Regions from separate parts of the Mus musculus genome. Here regions 1, 2, 3, 5, 6 and 7 are each linked to region 4. A link is a contact called in public HiCAR-type and promoter capture Hi-C data. All regions are on one chromosome and are shown on one strand. Each heading gives the region's core, a stretch centred on a gene start, on an enhancer-like site or on the middle of the called end of the contact. The rest is flanking DNA. Distances are from core to core; before and after follow the strand shown. Region 1 holds the start of Paip2b (poly(A) binding protein interacting protein 2B). Region 2 holds the start of Rab7 (RAB7, member RAS oncogene family). Region 3 holds the start of B230319C09Rik (RIKEN cDNA B230319C09 gene). Region 4 holds the start of Dusp11 (dual specificity phosphatase 11 (RNA/RNP complex 1-interacting)). Region 5 holds the start of Rpn1 (ribophorin I). Region 6 holds the start of Tex261 (testis expressed gene 261). Region 7 holds the start of Ruvbl1 (RuvB-like protein 1).

Region 1 (2,765 bases), core at 30-2,529, 2.1 Mb before region 4:
AGGAACTATATACTGTTATGTGCTACAAATTGGATAAGAAAAATAGTAAAGTAAAGCTTACAAACTCCACAACAGTGAATCTGATGCTAAACTACGACTTAATTTTCCTTTTTGAAAACCAAGAAAAACAATTCCAGATATAAAGCCAAGAAAATGACAACATGAGAACAATGCAATTTTGGATATGGATAGATATCTTATTCTTTCTCCCTTTCTGCCTAAAGTACTAGACGTATTCCAATACTCAATGTCCTCTGGCTTCCAAAATAAAACCCCTATTGTCTAATACTCCTCAACTTCTAAAATCTCAGTTAAAACTATGAGTGATAAGCTAATTTATTCGCAGTAAACGTCTGGCATATTTTTATTTGGGTTTGAGACAGTGTGGAAGGCCATCTAGAAACATATGGTTAGAACCACCACAGGAAGCCAAACACTGCCATACTATGAGGTATAAACAAATAAATTCTCTGTAAAGATAATGCTGAAGGTCGCCTCTGGGCTGTTGTAATTCTCTCAGAGGCTGTGTGTGATAATCACATATATCCCGTATCTTACGGACGTCCGGGATGACCAGGCCCTTCCTCATAGTGTAAATTAGTGCTCTAAGCTGGGTCAGAATCCCGTTCCATCCCGTTCCACGTAACAGATTTCAAATTGGTTGCTGCTGGCAAGCCTTTCCACCTGCATTTTCAGCAGTTTTGAGCAAAAGCACTTTATGAGGACAATGATTCTAGAAGAAGAGTGGGATTAGATGGCATTGAAGGGGAGGCAGAGAGAGTTTAAGCAAGCCCATTGCAGTTCCGAACCTTGCGGAGCCTGTGTTCAGCGTCGTCATCTGCCTCTCGCCTTCACCCTTCCAGGTGCCTACAAAAAGCAAAGTGAGAGGTGTTAGTTTCCGGGGGAAATGAGGCTGAAATCCTGAGGTTGAGAGTGAACGTCTCAGAAGGCGAGAGAGAGGAGGGGCGCCAGGAGGCGGCAGGTCATACGTAGCAAGGATGGTGAAAAGGGATGAGGTGAGAGGAGCTGGCCCGCGAGCGCCAGAGCGTCGGACGGCCTGGGCCCGGGCCGCGCTGGGAAGGGGCTGTGCGCGCTCCCGGGCAGCCCGCGGGTAGAGGGGCTGTGCGCAGTCCCGGGTGGCCAGACGATCCCAGCCCCGACGCCTCAACCCACCTGGCCGCGCGGACAACGCCGCCCCGAGGTCCGCACCACAGCACAGCGCCGCCTCCTAAGAGCGCGAGCCTCGGCGCACAAACGCTCGAGGTACCTCGGCCTCACACGCGCGTCTCGCCCCGCCCCCCAGCGCCATTCATTGGCTGCCGGACAACGCCCCGTCCATCTATTGGACAGCAGAGAATGCCGCTCACTTACCTGGTTTTGATTGGTCTAAATGTGAAACAATGCCCGCCCAGCTCTTTCAGAAGTTCCAGTTTTTGATTGGTCTTAGCGTCTGTCCATTCGCTCCGCCCTCGATGGAGACTCCCAGCTCTGATTGGCTGAAGAAGCATTGGTCACGCCTAGATTTCCAGGCCAAGGATGAATCACCTCCATGTTGGGGAGGAGCCAGAGTGCAAGGACTCCGGGTTTGTTTACAAAGGCTTCTGCTCCCGCTTCATCCATTGGCTAAGCTGGAAGCCTGTGTCACTTGTCTAGATCACTTTAGAAAAGGGAGTAGGATTCAGGGATTTCCTCATCTGTCCATTAGTTAGAGATGAGTTTTGAGAGCGGGAATTTGCTTCTGTGTTAAGTCGTGAGGTTAAAAATTAGGACTATTTGGGAGATTGGAAGAACAGAAAGGGTTGCTTCCACGTTTTTAGAAACAAATTTGACATTTTCAGTCCCAGCAGGCTCAAGATTGAGGCAGGAAAATCACAAATTCCTCAGGGCCAGCTTGAGCTCATATTGCGACCAAGTCTCAGAAAAACAAGACACACACTCACATTCACACACACACACACACACACACACACTTGTTCTGTCCTTTGGGTTTAAGATACCTTGTATTAGTTAGTTTTATGTGTCAACTTGACACAAGCTGGAGTTATCACAGAGAAAGGAGCTTCACTTGAGGAAATGCCTCCATGAGATCCGGCTGTAAGTCATTTTGTCAATTAGTGATCAGGGTGGGAGGACCTGTTGTGGGTGCTGCCATACCTAGGCTAGTAGTCCTGGGTTCTGTAAGAAAGCAAGCTGAGCAAGCCAGGGAAAGCAATCCAGTAAGTAACATCCCTCCATGACCTCTGCACCAGCTCCTGCTTGCTGACCTGCTTGAGTTCCAGTCCTGATTTCCTTTGGTGATGAACAGCAATGTGGAAGTGTAAGCTGAATAAACCCTTTCCTCCCCAATTTGCTTCTTGGCCATGATGTTTGTGCAGGAATACAAACCCTAACTAAAACAATATCCAAATTTTAAGTTATGTCCATAAAAAGAAGATAGGATATTGATGGCTGGAGTGGTGGATCAACAGTTAAGAGCATTTGCTGCTATTGCAGAAGACAGGTTCAGTTTTCAGCACCTCATGGTGGCTTACAACCACCAGTAACTCTAGCTCCAGGGAATTAGATGCCCTCTTCTGGCCTCCAGAGTACTGAATCCATATACATACTTGAAGTTAAAACACTCGTGCACATAAATCTTTTTATTAAAGTGGAATTAAAAATAAAAAAACTTCTCATACATCTGTCTTCTCCTACCCACTGTGCTAATTACAATCACAACACAAAATATAGGTTTAGTAAACAAGTAGTTATATAATGAAAATATG
Region 2 (3,039 bases), core at 17-2,516, 2.1 Mb after region 4:
CCAACAAGAGATTTTATTAACTCAATCATGTGGGTATCAGTTGCTGAAGTCACAAGAAAGAGACAAGAGTTTATTCTTTGGAAAACCAAAAACACAAGATTTTCAACGGTGAAGAGTCAACAGGTTAGGTTGTTGTAGAAATTCTTGTAGAAAGGTGCACACAGTAGGCATGCCAGACCTGACTCAAGGAAAAGAGCTGGCTAAGAAACCTATTCAAATCCAATACATACCTTGCCAGAATTCAAGATCTTCTGGTTTGATGACACTACACTACCTTATATGCCTTGTAATATGCCTTGTAAGTCACAAGTACAAATACAACATGGCTTTAAGGTAGGACTAAGAGGCTCTCAAATGACATCACTAGACAGGAGGTGGAGGGGGGTGCTGATGGCAGATAACAGGTGGCAGGCTTTGGGGGCATCTAAAGTACAAGAGGCCAGAGGCCAGTAAGTGCTAAGTAGTCTAGCTGCCTATGTTTCAACCTCTCACTCTGAAATTTATCAGCGGTGTGACCTTGGTCGAGTGCCTTAGCCTCTCTGTTCTTCGCTTTCTCTGTAAGTAGGCACTGCCTCGGTGCTTCGGAGGGGCTGTTGGGAGAACAGGGCAATTTGTGCGGTCTTGCCACGCAGCCCAGCAGCCGAGAAATCTCAAATCTTCACAACCTTACTCTCAACATCGGCACGATTATGAGCCAGGAGGACATCAGGCCATTTGAAAGGCACTCGGGAGGTCCTTCTTCCCGGAACTTCGGAAACGGGATTTACCCTGCAGGACCCTGAAAGCTCCTGTCTCCCAGTGCCGGCGGCGGGCCGGGGCATGTGACGCGCCTGGCAGCACTGCCTCGGTGGCCGGCCGGCCGGTAGCTCTTCCCACCCAGCAGGTTGCCGGTGGGGACGCGCCCAGCCCGAGGATCCCGTACCCGCCACCCACCGATCGCCGATCGCCCTCCGCCCGCCGGGCGCCGCCCCGCCTGGCCCGGCCCAGCTCGGCGCTCGGCTCGCCGAGGACGCCAGGCCCGGAGGCCCAAGCGGCGGCGGGGGAAGGGCGGCCGGGGCCCGCTGCTCACCGCAGGGTCAACGGAGGAGGAGACACAACGCAGGCCGCAACAGAGACGTCCGATTCCGGCTCCAGCAGGCTCCTCGGAGCTGCCCGGCCCCAAACACCGCCGCCAACGCCGCCGCCTTGGGCTTTATGGTCAAAGCTCCGGCCTTGCTTCCACTTCCGCCACCGCCGCCGCCCCGAGCGGAAGTGTCTGTCACGAGACGCCCGACGCCAGGGTTGGAGGGAGGAGCCCCACCTCCACCTTGCGTCACGTTCCGGTCGCGTCAGGCCCTAGCCTGGCATCTGGGGCTTAAATATGGCCGTTTCTAGATGGGGGCTGCCATCTTTGAAGGCTGTGCAGAAGCTGGAGCGCACCATATTGGGCCAAGAACTGATAATGCAGTGGTGTCCCCCCCCCTCATCCCACCCCGCTCCTATAAACAGAGCTAAAGGAGGGAGAGTCACTTGGTCTTTCCAGAGTGTCCCCCTCTGGAACACGCTAGTCAGTCAGCCATGTATCAGGCAGGGTATAGTCTAGGGTCTTCTGAGTCCACTGGGTACAATCTCTAATGTGGATGGAAATGATCAGTTACAGTGTCCCCAGTGTTGGAGACCCAGTGATGAAATAGGAGCTACCTGTGCAGGGCAGATGGTTCAGGAAAATGGAAAGAGAGCTAAGGAGTTGCTGAACTGAAGAGACATGAGGCTGATTTTAGTGTCACGCCCACCAAAACTAAAACAAAGGCCTAATCCATCAAAGTCCATATCTTTCTGGGGAAGTCTCAAAATGTACTAACCTTGCTTTTTAGCTTCTGTAGTTCTGTTTATGGCTGACAGTTCTTGTTAACTGAAGTATGTCAACCCAGAACATGTTTTTTTGTGTGCTTAAAAGCTCACCCTGAGAAAGACTCAGGTTGTCCTGGGGTATTGAACACCCAGTGCAGTAACCAGCTGCCATTTCTTAGCTTAAACCCATATCTGAGTAGTCTTTTCTGGTGAATACCCCACAACACTAGTACATGTTCTAGCATATAAGGAATAGAGAAGGTTTGTAGGTCCTAAGGAATAGGGGAAAACAAGACCTTTCTGCCAAGATCCTCACCATTTGATATAATAGACACACACACAGGAGTTTGCTCAGTTTCAATCATTAGTTAATTATTACTTGGCCATTTGACTGAATACTTTGAAACTAAGATATGAACAAAGGAAGTCTATGTATATTCATATGCAAAGTGAAATCTTCAAGAAATATGAAGTGACAAAGTAGGGTGCAAAGATGTATATGTGACAGTTCTTGGTTCTTGTTGGGGAAAAAAAAAACACATACTTGCTGGGTACAAATTTCAGCAACTAGTTATCTGGGTTATCTATTAAAATTTGACCGGATAGTAGGACCCATATGAATCTGGTGGTCCAGTCAGACTTTCCACAGTTGTAGGGATGCAGGAAGCTGGTTCAGGCCCTGTCTCTCTACCTCATGTTGGATATAGCATCAGCCTCCACATGGCAGATAGACCAGCAGTTTGGAAGCAAAGCTGCATGTGGCTAAGAGCAGTGATACACTAGACCCAAGGAGGAAAGTGGGAGACAACTATGAGGCCCAACAGGAACTGTGTCTGCTTTTCATCTCTTCTGACTTTAGTTCCCCTAGAGTAACTCACAGAGCAGCCAATGCCCTATTCTAACCTCCACGGGCACTGCATGCACAAGTTGTCTTTATATACACATTTAGGCAAATCACTCATACAAGTAAAAAAAAGGGGGTATGGGGGTGGATAAAACTAGATAGAAAGTGGATAGGTATGGTGGCTCATGTCTTTAATCCTAGTACTCAGCAGGCAGAGGCTGGTAGATCTCTGTGAGTTCAAAGCCAGTCTAGTCAACAAAGTGATTTCAAGGTCAGCCAGGGGTACTTAGAGAGACCCTGTCTCAAAACAAACAAACAGCTTGGTGTGGTGGTGCACACCTTTAATCCCAGCACTCGGGAGGCAG
Region 3 (3,093 bases), core at 317-2,816, 2.5 Mb before region 4:
CCCCAACCTCCTGGGCCAGAGGCTACTGCTGAGTAATTCCAAACTTAGAGTGAGCCCCTGGCCCTGTAAACCCGGGCAAACTAGAAGGAACCTACTGAGCGGGACCTGGCTAACCTAGGCAGATTAGTCATAGATTCTTGATCAGATTCTCCCCAGACTCTTCATTCTCCTCTCCCCAAAACCTACACCACCCTCTGAAAAACCCACCTGGAATGGCTCAAAGCCCCTTTCTCTGCTTCCCTCACACCAGGGAACACTGCCTTCCCAGTCTCCCAGACACCAAGTGGCACAGAATAACAGCAGACACCCGCTGGCTTCCCAGCCATGATGTTGCATCAGCCCCCACCCTACCCAAAATATCCTCACCCCCACCACCTCCTCTCCTCTCTTCAGCCATCTCCATGGTGACAGCAGCATGACTAATGACACCCTATCAGCTTCAGACTCAGGAGTGCAATTCTCCCTCCCCCTTACTGTCTTTCACCCCCACTTCCCCGAGACAACGCACCCCGGGGATTTCTGCAGATTGGAAGCAAACCAACAGTGCCAGGGCCATTCTCCAGAGATTTCCAGAGGCAGGGGTGGGAAGTGGGTTGTACGTCTTTAAAACACACACACACACACACACACACACACACACACACACACACACGCACATGCGCACACACGCACAGCGCACACATATACATACAGTTCAACAAACCAAACGCCAAACCCCAACTGCACCCAAACCATCCAGCTGAGAAAGCAAAACGAATCCAAACAAAACCCACACAGGCCTGAGAATTCATTGGCCGCCCACACTCGCGCCGCCCCTCCCCCTCAGCTGCTGCTACACACACAGTGGGAGATTAAGGGATCACCAGAGGAGACCCTTTATTTTTATCCAATCCAGTCAAACACTTCACCCCCACCGTGCAAGCCCACGTATACACACACGCACACATACACACACGCACACATACACAAGGGCAAGCGCGCACGCACTCACGTACACACACACACACACACACAAACACGCAGGGTACCTTGACAGTCGCCCCTTGTGCCCAGGGCCCCGTTCCTTCACGAGCATTTATTTCCACCTGCAAAAGAAGCCAAAGACACTGGTGAGGCAGGCCGGTAGCAGGCAAGGAGCAGAGCAGTCCAGCACAGGCCCCAGCACACTGGAGGGGAAGGGCCCGGAGAAGAAAGGCTGGACGGGACCATCTTCCTGCTCCAGCTGCCTCCCCAGCACTGTTGGGCCCCTGCGCCTTCCAGTGTTTTGTTTTCCTGCTTCGGTTCTCCGGCCTCTGGAGATCCCCGGGACCCGCTCGCGGCCTGCACACGGCCTCCCCTCCCTTCCAGGCCCAGCGCTCTACCTCGGCCGGCCTCCACTACTGCATCGGCCGCCGCCGGGCCTCCCATTATCCCCGCCGAGGGAGCGCACCGAGGGAGGCACTGCAGAGGCGGCGGCCAGCTGCCGGCTGCTCCCGCCCCGCCAGGCTGGTGTGCAAGGGGGCGGCGCGCGCGCCAGCCAATCCCGCGCCCGGCCCTCCCCGCCAAGGACCTGCCCAGCAGCCAGGCAGGGGCCTTGGTGGAGGGAGCCATCGCCACAAGGGCTGCTTCCCAGGCAGGCCGGGGATCCCGGGGCACCCTCCTACCCCTGGCAACATACACAAGACGTCCCCTGCAGTTCTAGCGGGTGCAACTGGAGTACGGCGAAGGGGTGGGGAGCGGCAGTATGTGGGTATCCCATACCGGCCACTCTCAGCCAGAGCAGAGCTGGAGCTCTGGTTCTCCAAGGAGAATCCAGGGCAGCAGAAGCCTCACATCCATCCCCCAACCCCGCCCCCCGCTTTGCAGACTGCAGATGAGTGGAGTAACTTACCGAAGGTGACACCGCTAGAACACAGCATAGCTCAAACTCCAAGCCAGGTCAGTCCTCCCTGAAGACCATATCCTTCGCCATTCTATAGTTCTACTCCCCTGCCCTCTTACACCCCACTCGGAAAACTGGCTATAGCCCATATAACCTGTGCTTCCCCAAGTCCGCTATGCCCTCTCCGGCATAGCCTTACAACCGAACAGTACTGAAATGCAATTTTCTTAAACAAGTTTCTCTTCTGGAGAAGATCCACCAGATGACCCGTCCAAAAAAACGCCCTGGGCTCCCCGCCCTTAAGAGTTTCCTTCTAGTTCTCTAACTATAGGCATACCAAGGGTTCGGTGACCAGGAGACCATGGTGGGGGGCGGGGGGGGGGGATAGCAAGGTCCTAGCAATTCACCTTCTGGGATTCAATACCCAGGCATCCTCTTTTGTCCCATCCCCCTCTCGGAAGGGGAACATCCAGGCTTCTACCTCACTTTGGTACCCACATATCCCATTCCTAGCCTGTGGTAACTTACCTCTCTTAGCCTCTCTCTGCTCAACTGAAGAATGGAACCAGCAGCCATTTCATGCAGCTGTGAGGGCCTGAGAAGGCACAGAGCCACTGCCTGACACAAGGTAGGTGCTGCTGGCTTCCAGCACTCTACATCTCTGCCAGAGCTCAGGGTGCCTTCTCATTCTCACGGATGAGTAAGCTGAGGCCTGAGAGAAGTGACTCACAGATGAGCACCCCTGCTCCAGTGACTCGTTCTATTACCCATTCCACCCCAAATGCAGAATTGTGCCCCACCCCAGGGCCCCCAGGGGGTGTTCAGAATCAGATAAGTTCTTTAGGAGCGGGCCAAGCCTGCTTCTGGTATATGGAGGCTTCAGGGCCCACACCTGTCTCCCCTTTGGCACAAGAGGCAGTCCTACTGGGTCCCTCCCAGAGCAGACAAGATAAAGGGACAATGTCCTAAATCATGACTTGATGTGACAAACTGCATGTTTGTCTTTTAACTCACTCCTGACCAGCCTACATGAATCCCCTTCCTTCTCCTGGTTCCCTAAAGCCCTGTGCTATTAAGCCCTGTGCATATGCACCCCACACAGAGAGACAGTGTGGACAATATCAATACTGCCTCTTCTATGGCAGTCACAGTGCTTCAGGCCCCCCCCCCCCCGCTACATACCAAGCCCTGTGCCAACCATGCTGTAGGTTCATCTCATTTTTCTCTACACA
Region 4 (3,157 bases), core at 544-3,043:
GGAAGGTGTATGTGTGTGGGTGAACATGGGCAAAGTAGAATGCCATACATATAGAAAATATCATCATGAAACTCATACTTTTTATGGTAACTAAAACTATTAACCAGCAAGGAGTAATGAATGCCTACACACTGGCTGACAGACCTCAAATTCAATACTTTCACTGCATATTGTTTTTAGTTTCCACACCAGTGAATCAACTCAATATGTAGAAATCTCCCAGTTCTTACAACCCGAAATTCAGTTCAATCAGAAGTCAGTGTGGAGAGTCACAGCTGAGTTGGTCTATGGCCATGAATTACAAATAAGTCCGGTTCATTCACATCCCTGGAGTAGAGAGTGAGCACAGAGTGGTGACAGACTGGAGACATAGTGGGCCCCAGAGCAATGGAACCTAGTGTGACAGACCATGACAAGAAGTTGGCTTCTTATTCTTTTTTTTTGTTTTTATTTTTCAAGACAGGGTTTCTCTGTGTAGCCCTGGCTGTCCTGGAACTGCCCCGAAGGTTTTTATTCTTAAAGTCAAGCTTTATCTTACATCTATGAGCTGTCTCACAATTACTACTTGATATTTATCTTGCTTTATCTCCACAAATAAGCAATAGCTAAAATTATTTTTAATTTTTAGTTAACAATTTTATATCCAATAGATAATTTAATAATGAAATAAGCTACATTAAAATATCAATAAACAATTTATTTATAACTTACTTATACTTTACTTAGTAATTAATAGTTAAATAGTTAACTATAGAAGGTATGTTAAAAATGGATTGTCCAGTGGACAGACAGCTGTCTTCTGCAAGCTGTCAGGCAAGTTCTACACTGGGATGATGTTGGAGGTTAGCTGACAGGATCTAAAGATATCCACTCTGGGAAGGGAGAGAGGCCATCACGTCCATCCTGAATTTTAGATAGTGCTCATTTGTAGACATAAAAAAGAAGTGCTTACTGAAGTCCGGGAAGTCGGGGCAGAGCATTCTGTCGATCCTGAGTTTTAGGTATTGTTTATTTGTGGAGATTAAAAAAAAAAAAAAAGGATTTGATGAATTCTAGGAAGGGGAGAGGCCGGTCTAGCCACGTTTTTTGTGGAGATGAAATCGGAGAGGGGAAGCAAACAGCCGCAAGTAAAGGGTTCATTGCACCAGTGAGCAAAATCCTAAAACTAGCCCTTGGCCCAGGCAGGGTTAACTCCCTCAAAGGACACCTCCGCTTTCCGAATCCTGAAAGCAAGAGAACCCCTCGAGCCGGTACCGAGTGAAGGGTGTCGACAGCTCGGGCCGGATCCTGGCACAGCGCCTACACAAGCAGAAGCCTGTGGCTTCGGAGATCAAGGGACGCCTCAATACAGGCAGCCGCGCCCCACCGCGCACTTCCGCCCAGGCCCGAGCTCCACAGAGTCCTGTCGGGACAGACCCAAGACCCCAGAATGCGGGGTGGGGAGGTGTGGTGGGGTTCGGCGCGGAGGACCCTGGGAGGCGGCGGGGCGCGAGGCCAGGGAACACTCGGAGACTCGAGGCCACCGAGGCAGCCGGAACGCCAAGCCCGGAACCAAAGCGCTTACCTTTCGGGGATGTGGTTTCTGCCCTTCTTCTTGGGTGGGGCACAGGCAGCAAAGTCCCGGCCCCGTCCACGACCATGTCGGCCATAATGCTGGTTCATGTGGGCGCAGAGATGCCGCCCACCCAACGCCAGGCGTGCCAGAGCGGCCAAAGTGGCGACTTCAGGGAGGCCAGAAGAGGCCGCGGGATCCAGAGGCGCCCGCAAAGGAACGCGACGCGTCGACGTCTCGCTAGGGCGCATGCGCCTTGCCCCGCCGTGCTGACGACACACGTCGCACTGAAAGTAGGGTTTGTCAGCCTGCCTTCGGTTTCGACTGTGCTGCACTTAGCTGGAGGCCGGTTTTGTAGCTATGTGAATAATTGCTAGCGCTGTAAGACCCCCGATGCTGGGCCTCTGCTCAAGTCCTGGGATGAACTGGCCAACACCCCAACATCTCGAGAGAAAAGATGCACCTGATGCAAACTGCAAGAGGTTTTATTATCAGCTAGCTGAGGAGAAGTCCCTCTGTCGTGCAGGGCAGAGGAGTTCAACCCCGAGCGGTGACATTAGGGGACTTTTAACAGCTAGCTGAGGAGGTAGGAGGAGTTGGGAGGAGAGTTGGGAGGAGTTGGGAGGAGAAGTGGGAGGAGTTGGGAAGAGCTCTTCTGGGCGTCCTTGGTGAAATTTACAAGGCAGGAGTGGGGAGTGAGTTCTTTCTGAATTTTTATCTCCGTGTCCTCGGCACAGGAAGGCAGGCATCTCTGGTTGTACAGTATAGAAACAAAAAGGCTTTTTGCTGGCTATAGAGAACAAAGAGCTTCTTTCTAGCTGTATTTTTAAAGATCAGGGAAAACAAGCTTGGGGAACATCCAGGGGCTTTACCTTCCAGGGAGAAACGCTCTAAGTTGGGGTCTCATAGCGCCACCCGAACTGCTCCAAATGAGGAACAGACAATCCAGCCCCAACCCTCTGATCCCTGCATTCTTCGTGAACGTTGTCAATTGTTTACATTTTGTATATACATGATATTTGCTTTCACACGGGTGTATCTTTTTTTTCCGCCAAAAAGAAATAAATCAAAAGTTTTATACAACATATTTCTCCTTATTTGATATATTTAACATATTTCTCCATCCATATATGTGTGTATAGTGTCACAGGCAGGGAAACATACATATTCTTCCTAATTTTGAATGACACAGGACACTTATTATAACCAACATAATTAAAAATACCAACTTTTTTTTTTCTTTTTCGAGACAGGGTTTCTCCGTGTAGCCCTGAATGTCCTGGAACTCACTCTGTAGACCAGGCTGGCCTCGGACTCAGAAATCTGCCTGCCTCTGCCTCCCAAGTGCTGGGATTAAAGGCATGCACCACCATGGCCCGGTCCAACTTTTTTTTTTAAGATTTATTTATTTATTATATGTAAGTACACTGTAGCTGTCTTCAGACACACCAGAAGAGGGTATCCGATCTTATTACAGATGGTTGTGAGCCACCATGTAGAAATGAAATTGCTGGGATTTGAACTCACAACCTTCAGAAGAGCAGTCGATGCTCTTAACTGCTGAGCCTTCTCTCCAACCCCCCCCCCAACTTTTTTTTTTTTTTT
Region 5 (2,794 bases), core at 246-2,745, 2.1 Mb after region 4:
GAGAGACAGATAAAGACAGAGACAGAGAGGAACAGAAGGAAGAACATCTGTGTATGGATGTTTGTGGAGGTTAGAGGGCATCAGATCCTTGCCTGACAGGCAGTTGTGAGCCTGGGAACCGGAAGAATTCAAGTCCTTTGAGAGAGCAGCAAATCCTCCTAACCACTAAGCTGTCTCTGCATACATAATGTATGTACTCGCGTGCAAACAGTAAGTAGTTTTGTTTTCTGGGCCATATAGTCTGGTTTGCAACTACACTACTGTTACTGTTGTACTGTGAAAGCAATCATAAGCTACGGACAAATGAACGTAGCTATGTTCCAATAAAACTTTATAGACACAGATAGATTGTTGGCCTGCAGGTGCTAATTTCCTGACTTCTGCTTTGTAGGGAGGAGCATGGCCAGCCCTCCATTCTCTCTTCTCATTGGCTGGTATCAATGTTTGAATATTTCCATCTCCTCCCAAAATTTACCTTCGAATTACATCCTTCAAGCAACAACATTGGGACGCATTCTCATTTGGGGAGTGGAGACTGTACACAACCATTGTGCAGGGGGCTTGGAGATTTTATAGGGTTGAAAAAAGGGAACTTTAGGGGAGCAAAGTTTTATCTGTAGATTTTTTCATATATATATATATACATATATACATACATATATATATGTATATATGTATATATATATATATATATATATATATATATATATATGGTTTCAAGGCCCAAAAAATGCCATTGGATGTTTTCGTCACTAAGCTGGCTTTCTTGTCAGGTGTATCAGTACACTGACTACAGTTTCTCTGCTCACTTGAAGTTCATTGTTTTTGGTCATTAATTCTTCAGTGTGACTTTGGGAGATGATAGCACTAGAGGAATCCATCTGCAAGATGCCTTTGTAAAAGGGCTTGCCTCAGAGAGACCCTTTCCTGCCTTTCTGTCATATGACGATATGCAATGCCTTCCTTAGAAGGCATGCAATGTCAAAGTGCCACCTTGGTAGTAAATAGCAGCCCTCACCAGACAGCTAGTCCTGCCAGTGACTTCGCCTTGGACTCCTACAACTGTGATAAATGTCAACAGGTATCTGAGGTTAATATCATCAACCTTGGTTAGTTGCTTAAGGTTTCTGCCATCACTCACATTAATGGTTGAACTAAATATTAGAGGAGAGACTTGAGTTTCTGGAAATTTCCCATTTTCCTTTAAACTTTTGCCCACTTAGCATTCGTATCACTATAGAGAAGGCAAAGTTAGTTCCTTAGACTAAGCTATAGTATACTGTTTTTGAGCTGAGAGGCCAGAGTTATTTTGCATAAGCATGAAGGAAACAGACAGGATATAAGGAAATCAGGGGTGAATACGGCTATTAAGCGCCCCAAGAAGTACGCCTGCACTTTAAGATTTTCAATCAGGCGCCCCACGATCGCCCGGTTGCCCTGGAGACGGGGTCCTTTCTGACCGGGCCCAGCCATCTTGTGGTGCTGTTGGCCAATCAGCGGTTGCGCCGTGGCGGGGGGGCGGGGCGCGTGTCGGTGGCGCTCAGCTCGCGGTCATGGAGTCGCCGGTCGCCTTGCTGTTGCTGCTGCTGCTATGTCTCGGGGCCTTGGCCCCGACGCCCGGCAGCGCCTCCTCGGAGGCTCCGCCGCTGGTCAACGAGGACGTGAAGCGCACGGTGGACCTGAGCAGCCACCTAGCCAAGGTGACGGCTGAGGTGGTCCTGGTACACCCGGGCGGCGGCTCCACATCACGAGCCAGCTCTTTCGTTCTGGCCCTGGAGCCAGAACTGGAGTCGCGGCTTGCGCACCTAGGCGTGCAGGTGAGCGGAGGGAGGAGCCGGCGAACCTCACGCGGGATGCCTGAGGCGATCGGGGATCCCTGGGGAGGGGCGGGGAGGTTGAGGGCGTTAGGGATCCTCCAGGTGTCTGGTTGTCTGAAAGGCAGGTGTTGGAGGGGGACAGCGGAGAGGTTGGGGTCCGCCGTCTCTCTTGTCCGCGTGTCCTCTCGGACACGTCAGCACAAGCTTCCGAGCGTGGGGCACCGCCCACGTGGCTGCTCTGGAGCCCAAGGCGACCCCTTGGTCCCCTGGCGACCTCCTTCCGCACCCCAAGAGGATCTTGGCTGTGGCCGGGTGCGGTACTTCGGGTACCCAGCTTCTTTTCTGTCCCCTGGACTTGCTCGTCTAGTGGAGGACTATCAGTGAGTTAAGACAATTTATTTCCTGAATGCAATTGACTGGTGTAGTCTGTTCTCTCCAGACAGCAGCGTTCAGAAATACAGCAGGTTTCTGGTATTAAAGTTTGTCATTCCTCGCACCCGGTTAATGTAACACTCCTCTGAAAGCTGCTGCTTAACGCTTTCTTAATGTTCAGACTAATTGAAGAGTCAGCCCCTTATGCTGTACAGAAAGGTGAAGCCCAGGTCTGTTCCTCCCCACCGTCTCTCATTGGAACACTTCAGCATTTAGCCTTCTGTACTTTTCATTGAATACACTTTTATACCTTTCAAGGAAAGAAATCGCTGGCTTTGGGAATAGAGGGAATATCCACACAGGTTAATTTTTATTACTGTTCTCATTAACTATATTCATTAAGTGATTACCCAATTTACTAGGAGACTAAGCACACCACATTCTTTTTAACTGTATGGAGCTATAAAGCTGGACTTATAATAGTCACTGAAGTGACTCCTGTCCCCTTTACATTGAAGCCTTGTTCATGCTCAGCATGGCTTTCCTCAAATATTTCTGGAAAGACATTCATGACTTCATTGGATGCTCAGTCCTGTTTTGTGAAA
Region 6 (3,045 bases), core at 149-2,648, 2.2 Mb before region 4:
ACGTTGAGAGTGAAAGTAGCTGCAGACTTTAGGCGACTGAAAGGTGAACTTTTCTGTCCAAAGGTATCCTCCCCCCCCCCCCCCCCCGCACCTCAGTCTTCCTCACAGCCTCTCTAACAGGGACAGGGACCAAGTCTTCAGGAAAAGAAACCTCCATGAGGGAAGAGAAAGGGCTGGACATTCTCCCTTAGGACAAATGACACTGAGTGGAGAGAGGGCAATAGCTAACTAAGCGTTACAAACTGTCCTTATTGTCCCTATAAGTTCTAAGCCTGGGCTGGGATTGGGGACCTGGTGTTAGAGACCGTGGACACTGTGAGACAGACACAGGAAAGCGAAGCCATGAATACCTATCAATGAAATATCTGCACTGTCACCTTAAGGAATGGCAGTAGGTTGTGAAACTATGCCACCTGAGGCTGGAGGGCCAGGGGTGATCTGGACCCAGGAGTGCAGACTGCAGGGCAGGGAAGCAAGTGGGACACCCTCAGATCCTGGGTTCTCAGCACCAAAACAGCCCCAGCTCAAACAGTCCCCACTTCCTGTTTCTGATGTAGGGCAAACAAGCCCTGGGTGACTACTCCAGGGAAAAGCGGCCACTTACCCAGATCATGTATTTGATGATTCGGCTGGTGGCCACCGTGTACTCTTCTATCAGCTCTGCAAGGTAGTACAGTCCAGCCGCTGGGTAGGAGAAGGGGGTCCCAGAGGGAGGGGGACAAACAGGAAGAGATCAGCCAGGGACACTCCCACCAGCCTGCTCATCCTGTAGTCCCCCACCAACCCTCCTCAGACTCCAGGAAGTCGGGAACAAGCCAAAGCACCCCTGGGATGTCCTTCTCATCTGCACAAGTAGATAGAACTTTGCCAAGACAACTGTAGAAATATTGGATTTGACCGCACAGCATAAAGTTAACCTCTGTTCCGGGAACCTTAAACTTCACTCGTCAATCAACACCTGCAGAACACTTAGTTTACAGGCCGGGTGCTGTACACTAGCACACAGCCGGGTGAGACAGACAGGGGCCTTCCCCCTGTCCCAGCTGGAGGGGACAGGCTGAGTAGGGAGCTCAGGGCTCCAAGAGCAAGGATGCGTCTCGGGAACCAAGCATCCCCACCGGAAGGTTCCGCAGAGGTCCAGTAGGACCAGCTCGGGGTCGTCAGCGCCCAGCTGCAAAGAGCAGCAGCGGTTGGCGGCTCGGGGCATCGGGGCGCGCGCGGCCCGGGTCAGCGCTCTCACCGACGGCCAGAGTGATGAATGCCACCTGGATGAACAGCGACAGCCAGCTCAGCACGTACATGAACCACATGGCGCCCCCCGGGCCGCCGGGACGGGCCTGCGCGGTCCGGCTCCCGCGACACTGAGCGGCCGCCGCCGTGCTGTCCCCGCCCAGAGGACGCCGAGAGGAGCAGGGCGGAGCGCCGCGGCCCCTGCGCCCCCGCCAAGCCCGCGAGCGCCGCTAACCGGCTCGGAGGATCGAAATCGCGCTGCACCCGGTACGGAGCGCCTACACAGAGCCCAGATTGATTGGAACCAATCCTGGCTCAAGCCTGCTCCGCACAGCCTTGGATCCTAATTTTCTGGGAGAGGAAGATTCCCTTCTCTCAGGTCACACACTAGGAAGCCGCATAATCTGGAATCCCAGGTGCCTTTAAATGGTCACCTTCAGCCTTAACTCTCCCTCTAGGCTGAGGTCTTTTGCAATGCAGGTCTTCACTTTTGCGTGGGGACTAAAGCAACAGCTAAGCACTGACTGTACTTGCGACACCGCAGGTAATCATCTGAGAGAGCACCACCTAGTGGCTGACACAGGTAAGCTCAGAGTGCCAACAAGCCTCTTATCTCAAACAAACTTTTTGTTTGTTATTTTCAGAAAGGGAGGGTCTCATAGCTCAGGCTGGCCTTTGAACTGTCAACTCTCCCATCTCCAGCTCTCAATTGGTAGGGTTTCAGATGTGTGGAGTCTCCGTACTAGGGCAAAATATAACTTTGGTTTTGGTTTTGTCTGTTTTGATTAAGGGTCTCTATGTAGTCCTGCAACCTGCTATGTAAATCAGGCTAACCTTGAACTCACAGAGACCAGCCTGCCTCTGCTTTATCCCAAATCCTGGGATTAAAGGTGTAGAAACATCATGCAAAGATCTTTTCTTTTTTTGAAACAGCCTTATGTGCCTCCAGGCTGGCCTTGGTGACACTAAGTAGTTTTGAGTGCTGGAATGGTAGATATTATATGTTAAGGACTAGGTACAATATTAAGGCCTAGGTAACTGTCACCTGGCCAGCCTGCCATTATAAGGAAACTTGCTCATGTTTCTACTGTTACTAGGAAACTTTCTAATGCCAGGATTGGTTATGTATTCTGTTTTGTTCTGTGCCCTGGGAAACCAATCTAAATAGAAATGCTTTGCATGGTTACTCACAGCAAGTTTGGGTCTGAAGTGACCATCCAACAATACTTTCTGCACCTGACTATAAGCTTTTATGGGATTTGCTGTTATAAGCTGCCCCTGGGATGAACCCCAACATAAGAGATATAAGAAACTATTTAAAATAAGACCCCCCCTCCATTTTGAGTAGGGGTCAAGTAAAGTTTAAGTTCCCAAGACTTCCCTGGGAACTGACTTCCTAATTGGCAGAGAGAGACAGGTATGTGGGCAGCTGACATCCTGGTTAACAAGTTAAGATATGAATTTTAGTCAAAACAAGTCCCATCCTGGTAGACAAGTTAAGACATGAATTTTAGACAAAGGCAAGTTCCCTGCAGCCGTTGAATACCCTAACCAATGGGAGCAGGACAAGTGTACACAAAGACATCTTCCTAAGGAAGTTCCCCATCCCTAAATCCTGATTGGTGAAATAACATGGCACAAGATGTTTGCGGCTTGGGGCTTTACAACCCTGGAGGATCTTAACTTGGAGTCATGGTTTGTCTCCTGAGCCTGACTCAATAAGTCTTGGGATGTGGCATTCAGTAAACCATCCCTAGTAGACCAAGATCAGTGTCTGAGTGGCTTGTGTGGCAATTCCTAGACCCCCAACAGGTA
Region 7 (2,834 bases), core at 179-2,678, 2.5 Mb after region 4:
TTATTTTACTCTAGAACTCTCTAGCTGCCTTTCATCACAGTCTTCACTGCTACAGTCTCTAGGCTTGTCTTCTTCATATTACCGGCTCAGCCCACAATACTATTAATATAGGTGGAAAGACTGAGAAATCAAACAATGGGCCTAAAGTTGCACCACAGCTACACATTGCACAGCACAGGAAGGTGTCTCCTGGCTGACTTAAAAGTGAGGAAAGTGAGGGACACAGGAGGCAGAGGCAGGTGGATTTCTGAGTTTGAGGCCAGTCTGGTCTACAGAGTGAGTTCCAGGACACCCAGGGCTATACAGAGAAACACTGTCTCGAGAAAAAAAAAGTGAGGGACACCTGCTTAGAGAGCCAGAATGTTGAGAGAGTAAGCAAGAGTGTTTGCCGTCCTTAGTATAGCCCTTCTTGAAAATGAAGCATTAAATTTGGACTATGGCAAGGTGGATTGTGAAAACAAACTACCATATTTGCACCAATATCAGAGCCGTTGATTATTCAAATGAAGGACCATAGTTTCACCATTCACAGGCAGCTTTTGTTCACCTACCTGGAGACTTGCACCCACTCCAGACTGATGAAAATATCTGGTCAGAGTATGGTGGTAGCACCTTTAATGCCAGCAACTCAGGAGGCAGAGACAGGTGGGGGCCCTGGAGTTTTAGGCCAGGCAAGGCTACACAAACACATCTTCTCTTTTCCTTCCTTCCTTTTTTTCCTTTAAGGGTTTTTTTTTTTTTTTGTTTGTTTGTTTGTTTGTTTTTTTTTTTTTTTTTCCGAGACAGGGTTTCTCTGTATAGCCCTGGCTGTCCTGGAACTCACTCTGTAGACCAGGCTGGCCTCGAACTCAGAAATCTGCCTGCCTCTGCCTCCCGAGTGCTGGGATTAAAGGCGTGCGCCACCACCGCCGAGTTTCTTTAAGGTTCTTATTGGGCATATGATGACCAGAATTATGGCATGAAGTGTTTGAAAAGTTTTGGCTGGAATAGTGCCTTCAGGATCTAGTGTATTCTGGAAAAAAAAAAATGGGAGCAGTGGGGCATTCTCTGGGTGTCTAAATAATTCGGTGAGCACTGGAGAAGTTTGGGCAGCTGCTTTGCTGATGATTCTCTCAGGACATCCAAGCACCTGGAAAAGATTTAACATCTGTCAGTGAAGAAGTTAACTCACCCTGGCACAAATATGTTATTCTAAAGAAAAAAAATAGGCATTAAAAGAGGCATTTATAATTAAAAACCTGTCATTCACATTAATAGTGCTTAAGTACTTAAGCAGTTCTCAGTCAAATGTGGCCAGGGCAGGAAATGTTTGCCCTGGGGGAACTTATCCTGTGACACAGACGGAAGTTACTGGGCGAAACTCAGCAGCCGTGACCAGCGTAGCTTTTAGCCAATAGAAAGCGAAGCCTTCTCGCCTCCCCCAATGACATATTGATAGGGGCGGGTCCAGGAGAGCGGCCTAGTAACGGCCGCGTGGTAACCCAGGCGCCTGGCGTGCGGTAGTTCCTACCACTCCACGCAGGTTGTGTTCCTAGACACTCGGCAAAATGAAGATTGAGGAGGTGAAGAGCACCACGAAGACGCAGCGCATCGCCTCCCACAGCCACGTGAAGGGTCTGGGGCTGGACGAGAGCGGCCTAGCCAAGCAGGCGGCTTCGGGTCTCGTGGGCCAGGAGAACGCGAGAGAGGTGGGCGTGGGGCTTGTGCGCGAGGTGTGGGCGGCGGGACCAGGATCCACTAAGATCTAAGAAGTAAGGATCACACTAGCGAGCAAAGGCTGCATCCTTTGCGGGTCACGGCACGCAAATTAGACCTCACCGGAAACGCAGTGGAAGGCTGTGCGGTTAAGTATAGAATTGACTACGTTTTCAGAGTTGATATGGGTTCTTTGGGCCTGGGAGCTGATCTGTTAAGTGGAGCGGTGAGGACTGTCTGATCTATTCCCCATCCAAGCACTCCAGCTTTTCCAGGTCAGTCTTCCTAAAGTCATGCCAGGTCTTTCTATCGGTTCTGTTTTGCACATGAAGAAGTTAAAGGTGGGTTAGGCCGCTTAACCACCTGCCAGTTTAGCAGTAATGAGGCTGGTATCTCCCTCCCCCTAACCCCCATCAAATCAGTATTCTTCCCATTTCTTCAGCCTCCTCCACTCTGAACTCTGCAGAGGTTCAGTGTCTACAAAAACTTGCTTTTTTACATGTGGTGAAGACTGCTTTCTCAGCCTCTTGCACACAGAAAGTGCCAGCAGCAAAGAGCATCATCTATCCAAAAAGGGAAATGTTTGACCCTAGCATGCTTGCATCTTTTCTTGCAAGCAGGTAGTAGCAGTTTAATGCTTTCTATTGGCCAGGCAGCTTTGAGTCTATTGTTTCTTATTTCATTTCTGTCCATGTGACATTTCTGTGTATGTGACTTCAGAGGCTGCTCTAGACCTGCATCTGCACCCACACCAGCAGCCTCTGGTACTCCATATCTTATCCTTCCTATTCTTTGAATGTTAGCCGGTATTTATTTTTGTTTGTTTTCACGACAGTCTCACTATGTAGCTCTGGCTGTCCTGGGACTCTGTAGACCAGACTGGCCTTGAGTTCACAGGGATCCGACTGCCTCTGCCTCCTGAGTGCTAAGATTAAAGGTGTGGGCCATTACACCTGGCTTCCTTAGCTGATATTTCTTTGTTTCTTTTCCTGTTTGACAAAATGTGCGCAAATGCAGTGCAGTCATGTGACTGCCATGGTGCTCTGGTAGAGGTCAGAGGTTCTTTCCTTCCACTGTGGGATCCAGGGATTGAACTCAGGTCCTCAGGTTTACACTACAAGTGCTTTTCACCCACTGAA

What was found. Promoter capture Hi-C pulls out the DNA fragments that hold promoters and counts their contacts. HiCAR-type assays count read pairs that join an accessible place to other places. Capture Hi-C pulls out chosen DNA fragments and counts their contacts.
Region 1: a promoter capture Hi-C map of liver shows a contact between it and region 4, with 4 times the contacts expected there. The contact joins the promoter of Paip2b here to the promoter of Dusp11 in region 4. A contact is called at or near these places in 1 of 39 promoter capture datasets (hippocampal neurons), 1 of 115 datasets of contacts at active chromatin or transcription factors (astrocytes) and 2 of 9 other capture datasets (adipose tissue and liver).
Region 2: a contact with region 4 is called in a promoter capture Hi-C map of liver, with 5 times the contacts expected there. The contact joins the promoter of Rab7 here to the promoter of Dusp11 in region 4. A contact is called at or near these places in 2 of 39 promoter capture datasets (cranial neural crest and liver).
Region 3: a contact with region 4 is called in a promoter capture Hi-C map of liver, with 5 times the contacts expected there. The contact joins the promoter of B230319C09Rik here to the promoter of Dusp11 in region 4. A contact is called at or near these places in 2 of 39 promoter capture datasets (liver and second pharyngeal arch cranial neural crest).
Region 5: a promoter capture Hi-C map of liver shows a contact between it and region 4, with 2.3 times the contacts expected there. The contact joins the promoter of Rpn1 here to the promoter of Dusp11 in region 4. A contact is called at or near these places in 1 of 39 promoter capture datasets (pre-B cells), 1 of 484 Hi-C or Micro-C datasets (B cells) and 1 of 9 other capture datasets (liver).
Region 6: a HiCAR-type map of astrocytes shows a contact between it and region 4, with 6 times the contacts expected there. The contact joins the promoter of Tex261 here to the promoter of Dusp11 in region 4. A contact is called at or near these places in 1 of 115 datasets of contacts at active chromatin or transcription factors (astrocytes) and 1 of 9 other capture datasets (adipose tissue).
Region 7: a promoter capture Hi-C map of pre-B cells shows a contact between it and region 4. The contact joins the promoter of Ruvbl1 here to the promoter of Dusp11 in region 4. A contact is called at or near these places in 2 of 39 promoter capture datasets (liver and pre-B cells) and 1 of 9 other capture datasets (liver).

What each region holds. Positions count from the first base shown.
Region 1 is chr6:83,830,462-83,833,226 of GRCm38.p6, forward strand. It overlaps Paip2b (poly(A) binding protein interacting protein 2B), which reads right to left and starts at 1,280. Exons shown (of 5, transcript NM_146169.2): 1 at 1,174-1,280; 2 at 810-867. The coding sequence starts at 838.
Region 2 is chr6:88,044,004-88,047,042 of GRCm38.p6, forward strand. It overlaps Rab7 (RAB7, member RAS oncogene family), which reads right to left and starts at 1,267. Exons shown (of 6, transcript NM_009005.3): 1 at 1,070-1,267.
Region 3 is chr6:83,440,189-83,443,281 of GRCm38.p6, forward strand. B230319C09Rik (RIKEN cDNA B230319C09 gene) reads left to right here and starts at 1,567. Exons shown (of 3, transcript NR_028382.1): 1 at 1,567-1,917; 2 at 2,399-2,489. Tet3 (tet methylcytosine dioxygenase 3) reads right to left here. Exons shown (of 12, transcript NM_001347313.1): 3 at 1,029-1,085.
Region 4 is chr6:85,959,874-85,963,030 of GRCm38.p6, forward strand. It overlaps Dusp11 (dual specificity phosphatase 11 (RNA/RNP complex 1-interacting)), which reads right to left and starts at 1,794. Exons shown (of 9, transcript NM_028099.4): 1 at 1,565-1,794. The coding sequence starts at 1,662.
Region 5 is chr6:88,082,978-88,085,771 of GRCm38.p6, forward strand. Rpn1 (ribophorin I) reads left to right here and starts at 1,496. Exons shown (of 10, transcript NM_133933.4): 1 at 1,496-1,817. The coding sequence starts at 1,554.
Region 6 is chr6:83,774,414-83,777,458 of GRCm38.p6, forward strand. It overlaps Tex261 (testis expressed gene 261), which reads right to left and starts at 1,399. Exons shown (of 6, transcript NM_009357.2): 1 at 1,241-1,399; 2 at 605-684. The coding sequence starts at 1,310. Gm52907 (predicted gene, 52907) reads left to right here and starts at 1,522. Exons shown (of 2, transcript NR_168047.1): 1 at 1,522-1,813.
Region 7 is chr6:88,463,981-88,466,814 of GRCm38.p6, forward strand. Ruvbl1 (RuvB-like protein 1) reads left to right here and starts at 1,429. Exons shown (of 11, transcript NM_019685.3): 1 at 1,429-1,688. The coding sequence starts at 1,548.